Linked DNA regions of Mus musculus: all the other regions are linked to region 2. The links are chromatin contacts, called in public Hi-C and promoter capture Hi-C maps. All regions are on one chromosome and are shown on one strand. The core of a region is the stretch at or near the end of the contact, and the rest is flanking DNA. Distances in the headings are between cores, read along the strand shown.

Region 1 (4,204 bases), core at 1,650-4,149, 9.7 Mb after region 2:
CCCTGAAACGGGTTGTGTTTCTTTAAAAAAAAAAAAAAGTACCGGAGTTGTATGTCTCATTTTAGATAACTGGCTGAATGGTGACATCAGCAGGTCTTCCCAGGCCAACAGACACAATGCAACAGTATTCGGAATGAGTTAATTTTACTTTACATTACAATGATTTCTTGGAGCTATTTTTATAATGGTCTGAACACTTGTATTATATGTACCCTTCTCCAGCAGGGACTTGTATAGCATTTTTGAGTGTTTAGGATCACTGAAATCAGACTGGCATTGGTTTTTCTCTCAGTCCAGGCGCTTTTGAGAATACAGAGGGGAATCTTGCTGCTACCTGGAAGAGACAGGGATGTTTGGAGAGTAAAGGATGCAGAAATAAAGACTACCCAGAGGTGGCGCTGTGGTTAAAGTACACCTGAATTTTGATTACAGTGACTGCATTCCCTTCCTACTCCTCAAAGATGTTAGCCTCTACAACCTTTGAGCTTCTGTAACCACAGTGAAGCAAGATTTCTGGTAATATATCCCCGCCCATTCCACTTTACTGGAGTGTGTGTGCAGACTTCACACACAATCCGAATCAAAACACTAAAACCACCTCTAAAAGTTTAGGCCCCGGGGTAGCCTGGAGACAAAAGTTCAAAGTCCCATCTTTCCGACCCTTCCCCTTTCCTTCCCTCCACAAAGACCACCCAGACCCTTAGAGAGTCATTTAGTGATACCTGAGCACATTCCCCCTTAATTTACAACATTTCATTTTAGAATTACATATTCATTTTCATGTTCATACTTTAGGAAATACCACAACTCACCATGATTCTGTATGATATGTGTGCTGGTTTTTGTTTTTGTTTTTTTTTAAATCATTTTAAAGGAAAAGAAAATAAAGACCTTTTTTTTTTATGTACAATAAGGGGCTTGTACAGGTATGGAAATCTTCCCATATGATGTATTTTAATACAACAGTAGCCATGAAGATCTTGTGCAGGCCCGAAATCTCAGAGGGGAAGCAGAAGTATATCTACTTCTGCATCTGGTCTTAAAAGCAAAAAATCCCTGATTGCCTAGTTTTGATTGATTTAAATTGTAATGAGTCAGAGATGAACCCAGATATTACAATGTCTTATATCTTAAAGTGTCCTCTCCTCCTTTGAGGTTATTGTTTTGCTTTGCTTTGGGTTTTTTGTTAGGACAAAATAATAATAATAATAAAAAAACCTCTTTCCTAAATTGGTCTGTTTTCATCATGACCTTCTGCAGCTGTTGTCTGTATAGGACATTCCAATTATTATCACGTTGATTTTTTTTTAATAAAAAAGCTTTTAAGGTGAATGATCATAAGAACACAACGTTAAATACAAATCCATAAAAATAATTTTTAACTGTAGCATGTTAGGAACTCAAGGAGCTAGAATCCAGAAATGAGTATTTTTAACTGGTATTAAAACCACCCTCTTCCTGGTTTCATAGGCAATATTTATTCCTTTGCCCTAATTTTGGCAGTTTAAAGAACCAAAATTCTGCACACAGCTGCTAGGACTGTAGATTTTTTGCCTGATTTTTCTTCAACTTCCTTTCTTCCAAGCTTCTCCCACAAGACTGGTTTTAGTTAATGATACTTAGCAGTACAGCTTTGCACTTCCATGATAATTTCCAACAGAAAAATCTCTCTGGAACTTACTATTAATAATCAACCCTAGTATTAACCTCAGATCGGAGATTTATTAAACCTATTTGGCAGAGTAAAGTTGAATAACTTGATGTTCAAGGATCCAGGCTGAGCTCTGGCCCTGGAAAGAGGCTCTGAAGCTAGCTAGCATTCCTCAAATCTTGGTTTGTACAAGAAACGACTAGTCTTTTTTCAGGGTCGTGAGCTAGCAGCAGGTCTGGCAAATGCTCGCATCGCTTTAGGGGGCTACGAGGGAGCTAGCATCACACCCTCTACACTGAAGCAGAATGGTGAGCAAAAAGCTTTGCCCATAAAGTTTCCTTCATCTCTGAAAACCAGGGTGTGATTTGCATTCACCAGCAACTGACAAGCATCTATGAAATGCCTCCTCCTTCCAGTTTACACTGGGGTTAATGGGAGCAAGATGGGGTTAAGCTGGCAGTACTTAGGTAGGAACTACTTCCCACTTTGCTTAAGGTTTTGAAATCTGCAACCCGAAGAATTAAACAAAACACCCGCTTTTGCACCTCCCTCCGGCAGAATGAATCCTCTACCCTAACAGGAAGAGACCCATTTCTGGGAAAGTAAGTTTCCCGAGGGTCTGTTCTCTGAGCCAGGGAAGGCGATCCCCGAGGCCCTGCGGGGGCGGGCTCCACGCGTCCTCGCGCGCTGGGCAGGCAGGTGTGGTCCTGAGCCTGGGCACGCGCTCGCTGGCCGCGTCCCCCGCGCCACCCGGGTCCCTTCTCGTGCCCCGACCCCGGGCCCCCCCCGCCTTCCCGGGCCCGGCCGGCTCAGCCGCCCGCCTCGCTCCCCGCCCCCCGAGTCTCGTTTCAGTCACCCTTTGTCCTTCCCCGGATTGGCAGGTTTTATTATTCCGCCTGAACAATCCGGCCGCCCAGTGGCTGAGGGTCGCTGACGTCGGCGGCAGAGCCGGGGAGTAGTTGGGATTCTGCTCTGTCAGTAACACATGTGTAAGCGCCGCCGAAGGAGCGAGCGAGCCGGCTAGAGGCCCGCGCCGCCGCCTCCTCCGAGCCGGGCAGCAGCAGCGGGGCAGCCGATCGGTCCAGCGCTCCCGGCCGGCCCGCAGCTCCCCACTCCGTGCGTCCTCGTACCGGCCGCGGGACCGAGCCTGCACCGCCGCTCCCGGGCCGCAGGTCGCGGGAGGGGGGAGCTCGGCCGAGCCGCCGGCGGCCCCGAGCGGGCGGGCGGGCGGGAGGAAGGCGGCGGCGGAGGAGGAGGAGCGCGGGCGCGGCGGGGGCGGGGGCGCGTACAAAGTGAAGCCACATTGCCAAACTTGCAGCCGCGATTGCAGCAGTGGCTGCTGCTGCGCCGCGCGGGCCCGGCCGAGGGAGCCTGCAGCTGCTCGCGCGCAGCCGGGGGCTGAGGACCGGGACCCTCGGGCTGAGACTTGACACTTCTTCGCCGGGCCGCCTGCCACTTAGCGTGGGGCTCCCTCTACCCGCCCCAGAGCCACGCGATTAAAAAAAAAAAAAAAAAAAAAAGCAGCCCTTAGCCCCCTCCTCCCCTTTCCTGCTTCTGCGAGAACTCCCTCCCTCCCTCCAGCTCCGCCAGCCCCAGCGCCCCTGCCCTGGAAGCCGAGCGGCTCCGCTCGCATTTCGCCGCCGCCGCCGCCTCTCGCAGTGTTGCAATATAGGGGAGAAGCAGGTAAGGGGGTGGCTGGGGACGCCGCGGGCCCGGAGGGGACGAGGGAGAGAGGGAGGGGGGAACTGATCGGGGCCGGGGCTGTTTTCTTTGGCTTCCTTCCCTTGACCGTCCCAAATTGCAAGTAAACAATACGTCGCCTTAGATAATGCGTGAGTCTGAAACTACCGGAGGCCGGCCTGCGAGCTAGCAAGGAGGGCAGCCCCGGGCCGCCAGCTTTGTAGCGGTTCCTTGCTTACAAAAGGGTTCTTCTTGGAGACGGGGCTGGTGGGGACCCTGGAGAGGGCTGGGGGCAGTTCCAGTTCCTAAAGGAAAGGCAGGGGCTGCTCAGATGAGAAGTGGTGTGTGCGTGGGTGGGGGCGATAGTCAAGACCCCCCCCCCAACACTGTTTGAAACAGGGAACGAAAAGCTCTAAGTGACCAGGAGCTGGCATTGCTGATTCTTTTAAAAAGAATTCCTCTTGGCTTATAAGTCTTTTGTTCCAATCCAGGAGAAATCCGGTGAATCACCTAATTAAAATCAAGACATGAATTAAGCATCCATTTTTGTACTACAAATGGCCAGCGCTACGTTTGTCCCTCCCTTGGTCTCCATTAAAAAACACCAGAGACGTTGTTAAAGGGGGGCAGATTTTGCCTCTAGCTGCCAGCTCTGCTTTCTATTTCACTGACTATCCCAGGACCTAAATTGCTTGGCTATGTAATTACTAGAGTATAAGCCTATTTAACTTAAAAGCTTTCTTTTTTTTTTTTTCCAACTCTAAATGAAACTTGATGAGGGCCCGTCCTTAGTTATCAGGGGAGTCACTTTCTGGTCAGTCCTCTTGATTCATCTCTTTTAGATTTAATCAGCATTAAGGTATTGCTTGTCCT
Region 2 (3,838 bases), core at 815-3,314:
TCCACCGATGCCTGGTCAGCTTGCCAGCAAGCACATATAAAGAGAATGACTCCCCCTTTCTCAGTATATGTGTCTGTACCCATTAGGTCAGCAGAGAGGGGCAAGGCCCCAGAATCCCTTCCCCATCGATGACTGACCCTTGTCAGGGTCATTCATGTGCAAGCCCAGTGCAGATAAACACAGTGACTCTGAATTCAAGGTTGCAGTGGCTGTTGTGCCCAGAAGATGGCTTCTCAGCCTTTTCCGATTACTTTCTCTTATATTCTTTCTGTGTCCTTCTTCAATGATAGTCACTAAGCTCTAAAAAGAGGTTAGCCCTCAACAGATGTATTTTCTGAGAACCTTGGGCAGCCAAGAGTCTCTGCATAGAAAGGCTTATCTGAATATGGCTAAGAGTAGCATTTTTTTAATGAATATAAGCATAGATATTCAGAAGGCAGCCAACAAACTTTAAAATGAGAAGTGTGGCACACAATTTGTATTTTACGATTACAGCATTTTCCAGTTTAGACTGGCCACATTCCAATCCCTCCCGTGGCTGTATCTGACATCTTGGCTTTAGAGTGATAAATGAACTTATAACTAGTTAGTTGCATTGCAGCTATAGTTCTTTAGGGTGGGGAGGCATACTTTATTCTTTGAAGAGGCAAACTGGGCGGGGGAGATCGCATGCCTAGCATTTTCAGTTGTGAGTTCAAGGCCCAGGACTTTAAAAAAAGGTTAAAAATGAAGAGGTTAAACCATATTAATTTACCAGCACAGAGTGGAAAAATTAACCTTATTTTAATGATTTCTGGGATCAAAACGAAGCATGTATTTTCACCTGGTGTCTTTCAAGGATCTTTCCATAGCAATATATGTGGCGCTTTTTGATTAGCTGGGTAACAGACACTCTATAACTGATCAATCTTCGAGGGTATTGGGGATAGGGACTCGAGCTCAGGTTGGCTTCCAAGTGCCTACACAGCTGAGGATTTGGATCACTGATCCTCCTGCCTCCGCTTTCCCAGTGCTGGGATAACAGGTCTGCACTAGCACTCCGGGTTTGAACGCTGTGGTTGACATCAATGTCCAGGCTCCTTGAATGCTAAGGAAAGCTCTTTGCAAACTGAGCGACATGGGGTCCTTCAGGCAGACTCGTAGCCGGCTGCATCGTGACCGCGGAGTCCTTCAGGCAGGTGTGCGACCGGCTAAATCGCGGCCGCGGGGTCCTTCGGGCAGAGCGTGGCCAGCTACGTAGGGCGTGGGCGGCCGGGCGGGCGCGTGTGCGCAGGCGCGCGGGCCCTGACTCCCCGTGCTCCCGCGCGCTTCAGTCTTTCGGCGGTCGGACATGGTGAGAGCACCGTCGCTGCGGTGCGCGGAGGCAGGGGTGGTCTGGGCGGTGGGTCGGGCTGCGGGGCATCGCGGGCTCGCACAGCATGGGGAACAGGCGGGCCTGCAAGGCGATCATTCTTGTGGGGCCCAGGCTGGCCTGGAGCTCTCCGCAATGCCCCTGCCTCGGCCTCCTTAGGCCATACTTGGACTGCCGCTTGAGCTGTGTATGGCTCAGCGTTTTCTGCACTTCTCGAGGCCTGGGATCTTATCCGCGGACCGTGGGCGAGCCTTCCTGGATTGGGCCGCCTGATATTTTTTCTTAACATCGGGGACTTGTACGTGCCTGTATTTTGAAGGTTACATGATCATTTACGAATGTTGTTTCATAGTTAAACATTTTAACTGGGATGGAAGGAAGTCGGCCTTGGCCCACGCCTTTTAATCCTAACACTCTTGGATTAAAGAAGTGAGGCAGAAGCAGGTGGCCTGGTCTACACAGGGAGTTCCAGACCAGACAGGGCTTCATAGCCGAGACTCTGAATAAAGTAGGAAATTTATTTTGGCAATCGCTTTGACCTACTTATTGGGTGAGTCTTAGAATCGAAGGTGGAATTTGGAGCTAATGGGTCTGATTATTTAGCAAAGGGGTTAGCATGTGAAGACTGTAGAAAGGTGCGCTGAAGCCTCAAACTTGTTAAGCAAGAGTGTGTATTTCTGGCATAACTCAAAAGATAAGCGTCAAGATTCGGGTCAATGATGAGCTGGCATGTATTCTGAATCTAAAGTTGATTATAAACCACTTTAGCTCTAGAATTACTCTGAGACCTGAAAGAAAAAAAGTACTGAGATCTGGCTATGTGTGAGTCTGAGATGTCACGATTTCCGGATGGTGAATGGGATCTCTGCTTTTTTCTTGGAAGGGCACACAGCAGAAAGACGTTACTATCAAGTCAGATGCGCCTGACACCCTGTTGCTGGAGAAGCATGCCGATTATATTGCTTCCTATGGCTCAAAGAAAGATGATTATGTGCGTATGATTCTTTTTTCTGTTGAAAGGTTTCTAAGACTAACAGCAATAAGTATAATACTTACTTGTATAATACTAATTGAGAGGCCTGATTTAAAATGTATTATAGGTGTACCTTGTATATCAGAGGTTGGTATTTGACCACATCAGTCATGTGCTGGTACATAAAGGGCGGAAGTGCAGGGCTGCAGGTAGAAGGGGTTTGCTCATTTCTGTCTGGGGTAAAACCTTGAAGGTCAATGATGTGTTGGCATGTATTATCTGAATTCGCTGATGTGTCATAACACTTTAGCTCTAGAATTACGCTGAGACCTTGAAAAGGTTTTACCTAAACTTGATGTAATGGTGTGCCTGGGGAAATGGCCGGGGAGGTTGCCAGCAGCAAGCAGGGGTGGCTGAGTTTGAGAAGGCCCAAGCTGTGGGGGGACCCTCCAAGGAGGAGTCATTTGGGTAAAAGTATTTGTGCAGCAGCTCTCTGTCTTAGAGAGCGTGGCATTTGACTGTCTTTACAACTTTTCAGTTAGTGGGAATCATAGGCCCAAATGTGTGGCCTTCTTGCCAACTGTGCACCTGGTTCTTTTGGGTTTGGTTTGGCAGCACGCCAGTGAGGCCTTCACCTGAATAAATGCTTGTGAGGTAATGCTTCATTTGGTTCCCATCTTTAGCGTCATTTATCTTTCCGTATTCATAGACTTCATTTGTAGAATGCAATAATTGATGCTTAGTAAACAGTAGGCATCAATACTGCTTTTGGTTAATTCACCTGAGGTTAGCACTTGGAGACTAAGAGTATTGGCTCTCAATCTTCTTGCTGCTGTGACCTTTCCTAACAGTTCTACGTGTTGTGGCGATCTCCGACCATGAGATAACTTTTGTTGCTACTTACTTCATAACTAGTTTCATTGTTAGGAATCAGAATGTGGGGCCCAAAGGGTCGGCAACCGCCACTCTAAAGCCTTACGAGTTGTTCACAGCTGACTTAGGTAGAGGTGGGTTATGTAAAGTCAGAGTGGCAAATCTGAGATGCTTCTCCTAGGAATACTGCATGTCTGAATACCTGAGAATGAGCGGCGTCTATTGGGGCCTGACTGTGATGGACCTCATGGGACAGCTTCATCGCATGAACCGAGAAGAAATCCTGGTGTTTATCAAGTCGTGCCAGCATGAGTGTGGGGGAATAAGTGCTAGCATTGGGCACGACCCCCACCTTCTGTACACGCTCAGTGCTGTCCAGGTGAGCCCTTGTGAAACCTTGCCACTTGCTGTGACCACCCAAAGGCTACTTCCCACAGGTCAGTGATGTCATGGCATGTATTAGCTGAATGCTAACCTGATGCAAGTTACAAATTACACTGAGACCTTGGAAGGTGAACTCCTTGTGTATGTTAATTGAAGCACAGTCCAGTTCAAATTTGGTTTCAATGAAGAGCCAGAGGATAGTTAAAGCCCTACCTGTTTCTTACCTTATCAAGGGAACAAGAAGTTTATAGTAAGCT
Region 3 (3,681 bases), core at 81-2,580, 8.0 Mb after region 2:
CACAGACAGGCTGGGCTGGCCTCACTCAAGAGACTGGTCTACATAATGAGTTCCGAGAACATTCAGGTTACATAGACCTTGTCTCCCCCCAAAACAAAACAAAAAACCCGAACGATCGAAAGACCGTTAGCATCCAAAGACAATTTCTGGGCAAGCCTTCCAACTCACTAGGCTGTAAACCTTGTCCGGAAGGATTTTCTTCTTTCTGAGTGCTGAAATCTTAAACAACAACACTCCTCTCTCTTACCTGATTCCACTGTCTCCTCCCCTTCAGGCAGAAGCCTGGCTTTCTTGGCGTTCTGTGGGGCATCGTCTCCATTGTCTTCATAGATATTCGACCATTTGATCGCCATGTCCAGCTCTGGCGGCGGCGGCTTCTTCTCAGTAGTGTAGGTCTCTGGGGGCGGCACGCAGTTGGACTTCCAGATCTTGAACTCCTTTGGAGGCTGTCGAGTAAGCACATTAAGAAACCCTGTGACGAACCGAGGTTCCCGCGATGGATACGAGCGCATGCACCTCCCTGCTCATCATTCTGGCTGACTTTCCTCTTTCTTTCTTTTTTAAAATCCTTTAGGCTTAAAAGACACTTTTTTTTTTCCATCAACATCACAACACTGTTAGGTGAAAAAGTCAAAGGGTTCCCTGGATAAATAAAGCTAATAACTTTTAGTTACCAAAGGAGGATGCAGTCCCAGATACTACGGCCAGGCTGACCCCTTCAGGAGGCTGCAGCAGAGACGCTGTCTTGGAGGCAGCAGCGCAGGCACTTCGGCGTCAAAGGGAAGGGGTCTCGGGGAGAAGCTGCAGCGGGGGGCGGGGAGTCACCACCGTTAGTCGTCGCCCGGCTGGGACCCCCGAGCGCGGAGGGGCGGGCCCGGGCTGACACCCCCCGGGCTCCCGGGGCCGTGGGGACGCGCGGCGCGGCGCGGGCTGAGTGCGAGCCGGGGGTGGGCGAGCGGGCGGAGGGGCAAGCGGGCGTCGGGCCCCGGGGCGGCCGCGGGGCCGGGGATCTCACCTCCTCCGGCGCTTTCACCACATGCCGCTCCCAGTCGATCTGCTTGTTGAGCGGGTTGTAGAGGAAGGCCGGGCGGGTCACGCTGCGGAACAGCTCGTCCGGGCCGGGCAGCCGCTTCTCCGCCTGCTTCCCGCGGCCGCCCGTCGTCGGAGCCGAGGCCGCCTCCTTGCGACCCGCGTCTTCCGGCTCGCTGTTCTCATCCGACGAGTCGGAGCTGCTGCTCCCGTAAGCCGCGAAGTAGCTCAACGGGTCCTTCTCTTCGGCTGCCATGACGGCCGCGGGTTCCCACCCTCTCTCGGCCGGAAGCCGGAAGCCGGAAGCCACGGCTGATCCCGCCCCCCAGGCTGGCGAGTTATCCATTTGCGCCCCCTAGCGGCGGAGCCGCGCTCCTACTCATGGGCGGAGATTGGAAGGATGCTGGAGGCGGGGATTCCACAGCCCTCAAGCAAGTTATTTATTTGTTTTTTCTTAAGGATCTCTGGGAAAAAGCAGCGGGAGCCTTAGGATACCCGGAGGGAAATCAGTGGCCACAGTCACACTCTGGGCTTGTAATTTAAAGCAGAGAAAAACCAAACATGCATACCTATAATCCTAGGCAAATTTGAGGGCCAGCGAGGTGCATGTAAGTCCTTTCTTAACAGCTAATACAGTGCAGGAGACGTTGTCTACCAAACAGTAAGAACAAGCAAGCAGGGGGTGGGGGCGCACACTTCTAACCCCAGCACTTGAGAAGATGAGACCGGAGTATTGCCACAAACTAGAGGTCAATGGTGAAATTTTACAGCCCCCCACCCCAAGTTGGTACCATTGTAAATATTTAGATCCCAGTTAAAAATGCCTGGTCAGAGGTGACATAGTCATTAATAACTTGCCATTTGGTCTGATTCTTATCTGCTAAATTCTACAGAAAAATACGAAGTCTGGTAATGGAACGGGCTAGACTGCCTTGTTCAGGTTTATATTCCTAGTATTTATTTTGGTGACCGTCCCTGGAGTACATCAAGGAATATTGCTGGGTTGTAATTTCTGAGATAATAGGTCTGAGTGTTTCTAGAAAAACTTCCTTCCGTCCAAGTACCTAGACTTGACAGAGATACAATTGTTCCCAAAGTACAAAGTCCTGGGTTACCCAAATCATCCTCAGATCTGACATCATTAGCAAATTCAGGGTCCCCTCACGCACCCTCCAGCCTGGTAATGTGACAAAATTGTAGAACCCGCTGAAAGCTGAGTAACCACGTGTATATAGCTACAGTTTACTGCAGCAAATATAGCATAAGTCCAACCAAGGGAAGATGGGCGAGGAGCGGTCCAGAGGAGTCCTCATTCAGAGCTTCCGGTTACCCTCCGGAAACATGAACCAAATCAGTGCAGCTCAGGAGGCAGAGCTCGCTGCCTGGTACTGGGTTCCAGTACCAGCACCCATATAAACTGGGCATGGTGGTGTGTATTTGTAATCTCAGCGCGTGGTGGAAATGGGGTGAATGTACAAGGCTCCGACACCCGTGGCCGTGCTTGTTTATATAATGAGTTTGGGGAAAAACCATAGGGAAGGTACATGGACAAGTGAAACCCCAGGATGTCCAGGAAACTTTAGAGTAGCATCAAGATGCTGGGCTGGCAGAAGGCTCTTAGATGGGGTAAAGAATCTCTAGCATTAAAAATTTAAACTTGAGAGCTGGAGAGATGGCTCAGGGGTTAAGAGCACTGACTGCTCTTCCAGAGGTCCTGAGTTCAATTCCCAGCAACCACATGGTGGCTCACAACCATCTGCAATGGGATCTGATACCCTCCTCTGGTGTCTGAAGACAGCTACATTATACTCATCTACATAAAATAAATATTTTTTTTCGAGACAGGGTTTCTCTGTGCAGTCCTGGCTGTCCTGGAACTCACTCTGTAGACCAGGCTGGCTTCGAACTCAGCAATCCACCTGCCTCTGCCTCCCAAGTGCTGGGTTTAAAGGTGTGTGTCACTACTGCCTGGCTTAAAATAAATAAATCTTAAAAAGAAAACAAAAAGAATATTTGGCAAGAAATAGCAATGGGTTCCTAAAAACTAAAGTAACAAAAATTTTTTATTTTTTACAAAAGCTAAACTCGAGAGAGAATAAGGAAGGGTAAGAGAGGAGACTGGAGACTGCAGAGTAGGTACAGAAAGGGGACCACAGGGAGAAGGGCACAGCATGAGCCAAGTGGCAGGTTGTCGGCAAGTGTCAGGTTAAGTCAGATGAACTAGCGGGAGACTGCCCTAGGAAAAGGCCTAAGCTTTAAGCTATATTAGAAGTCTCATGTCCTTATTTATACTATTGGTGGATCTGAGAAAGTCCCACTATAAAAGATGTAAGCTGTCTACAATGGACCTGTATTAATTATTAATAAAGGGCAGATTAACTAAAGGTAACATGGGCTGGGATAAACTGGTTGGTTGTCTGTAGTGATGGGACTTAAATAAAAGTTCTGACCTTGAAAAGAAAATTAAACTCAAAAAGTTTCATCAAGGGCTACAAGGTGGCTCAGTAAGGTGCCTACTGCACACACAGGACTCCCCTGTGAGTGTGGGTTCCCAACACCCATATAAAAGTTGGTGTAGTGGTTCATTTGAAACCCTAGGGCCTGGGGACGCAGAGCTAGGGGGAATCCCAGGAGCCGCCCGTCTAGCCAAAT

The links. Promoter capture Hi-C pulls out the DNA fragments that hold promoters and counts their contacts. Hi-C and Micro-C count contacts between places; a contact is called where the count stands out from the background.
Region 1: a promoter capture Hi-C map of liver shows a contact between it and region 2, with 4 times the contacts expected there. The contact joins the promoter of Lmo4 here to the promoter of Rabggtb in region 2. A contact is called at or near these places in 1 of 39 promoter capture datasets (liver) and 1 of 484 Hi-C or Micro-C datasets (CD4 T cells).
Region 3: a contact with region 2 is called in a Hi-C map of B cells, with 5 read pairs. The contact joins the promoter of 2410004B18Rik here to the promoter of Rabggtb in region 2. A contact is called at or near these places in 1 of 39 promoter capture datasets (pre-B cells) and 1 of 484 Hi-C or Micro-C datasets (B cells).

The regions. Positions count from the first base shown.
Region 1 is chr3:144,203,950-144,208,153 of GRCm38.p6, reverse strand. Lmo4 (LIM domain only 4) reads left to right here and starts at 2,899. Exons shown (of 5, transcript NM_010723.3): 1 at 2,899-3,334.
Region 2 is chr3:153,910,429-153,914,266 of GRCm38.p6, reverse strand. Rabggtb (Rab geranylgeranyl transferase, b subunit) reads left to right here and starts at 2,064. Exons shown (of 8, transcript NM_011231.2): 1 at 2,064-2,342; 2 at 3,379-3,576. The coding sequence starts at 2,208. It overlaps Gm24494 (a small nucleolar RNA gene), which reads left to right and starts at 2,577; the gene lies at 2,577-2,657. Snord45c (small nucleolar RNA, C/D box 45C) reads left to right here and starts at 2,078; the gene lies at 2,078-2,138. Snord45b (small nucleolar RNA, C/D box 45B) reads left to right here and starts at 3,656; the gene lies at 3,656-3,700.
Region 3 is chr3:145,935,663-145,939,343 of GRCm38.p6, reverse strand. It overlaps 2410004B18Rik (RIKEN cDNA 2410004B18 gene), which reads right to left and starts at 1,330. Exons shown (of 3, transcript NM_025555.5): 1 at 1,016-1,330; 2 at 248-446. The coding sequence starts at 1,285.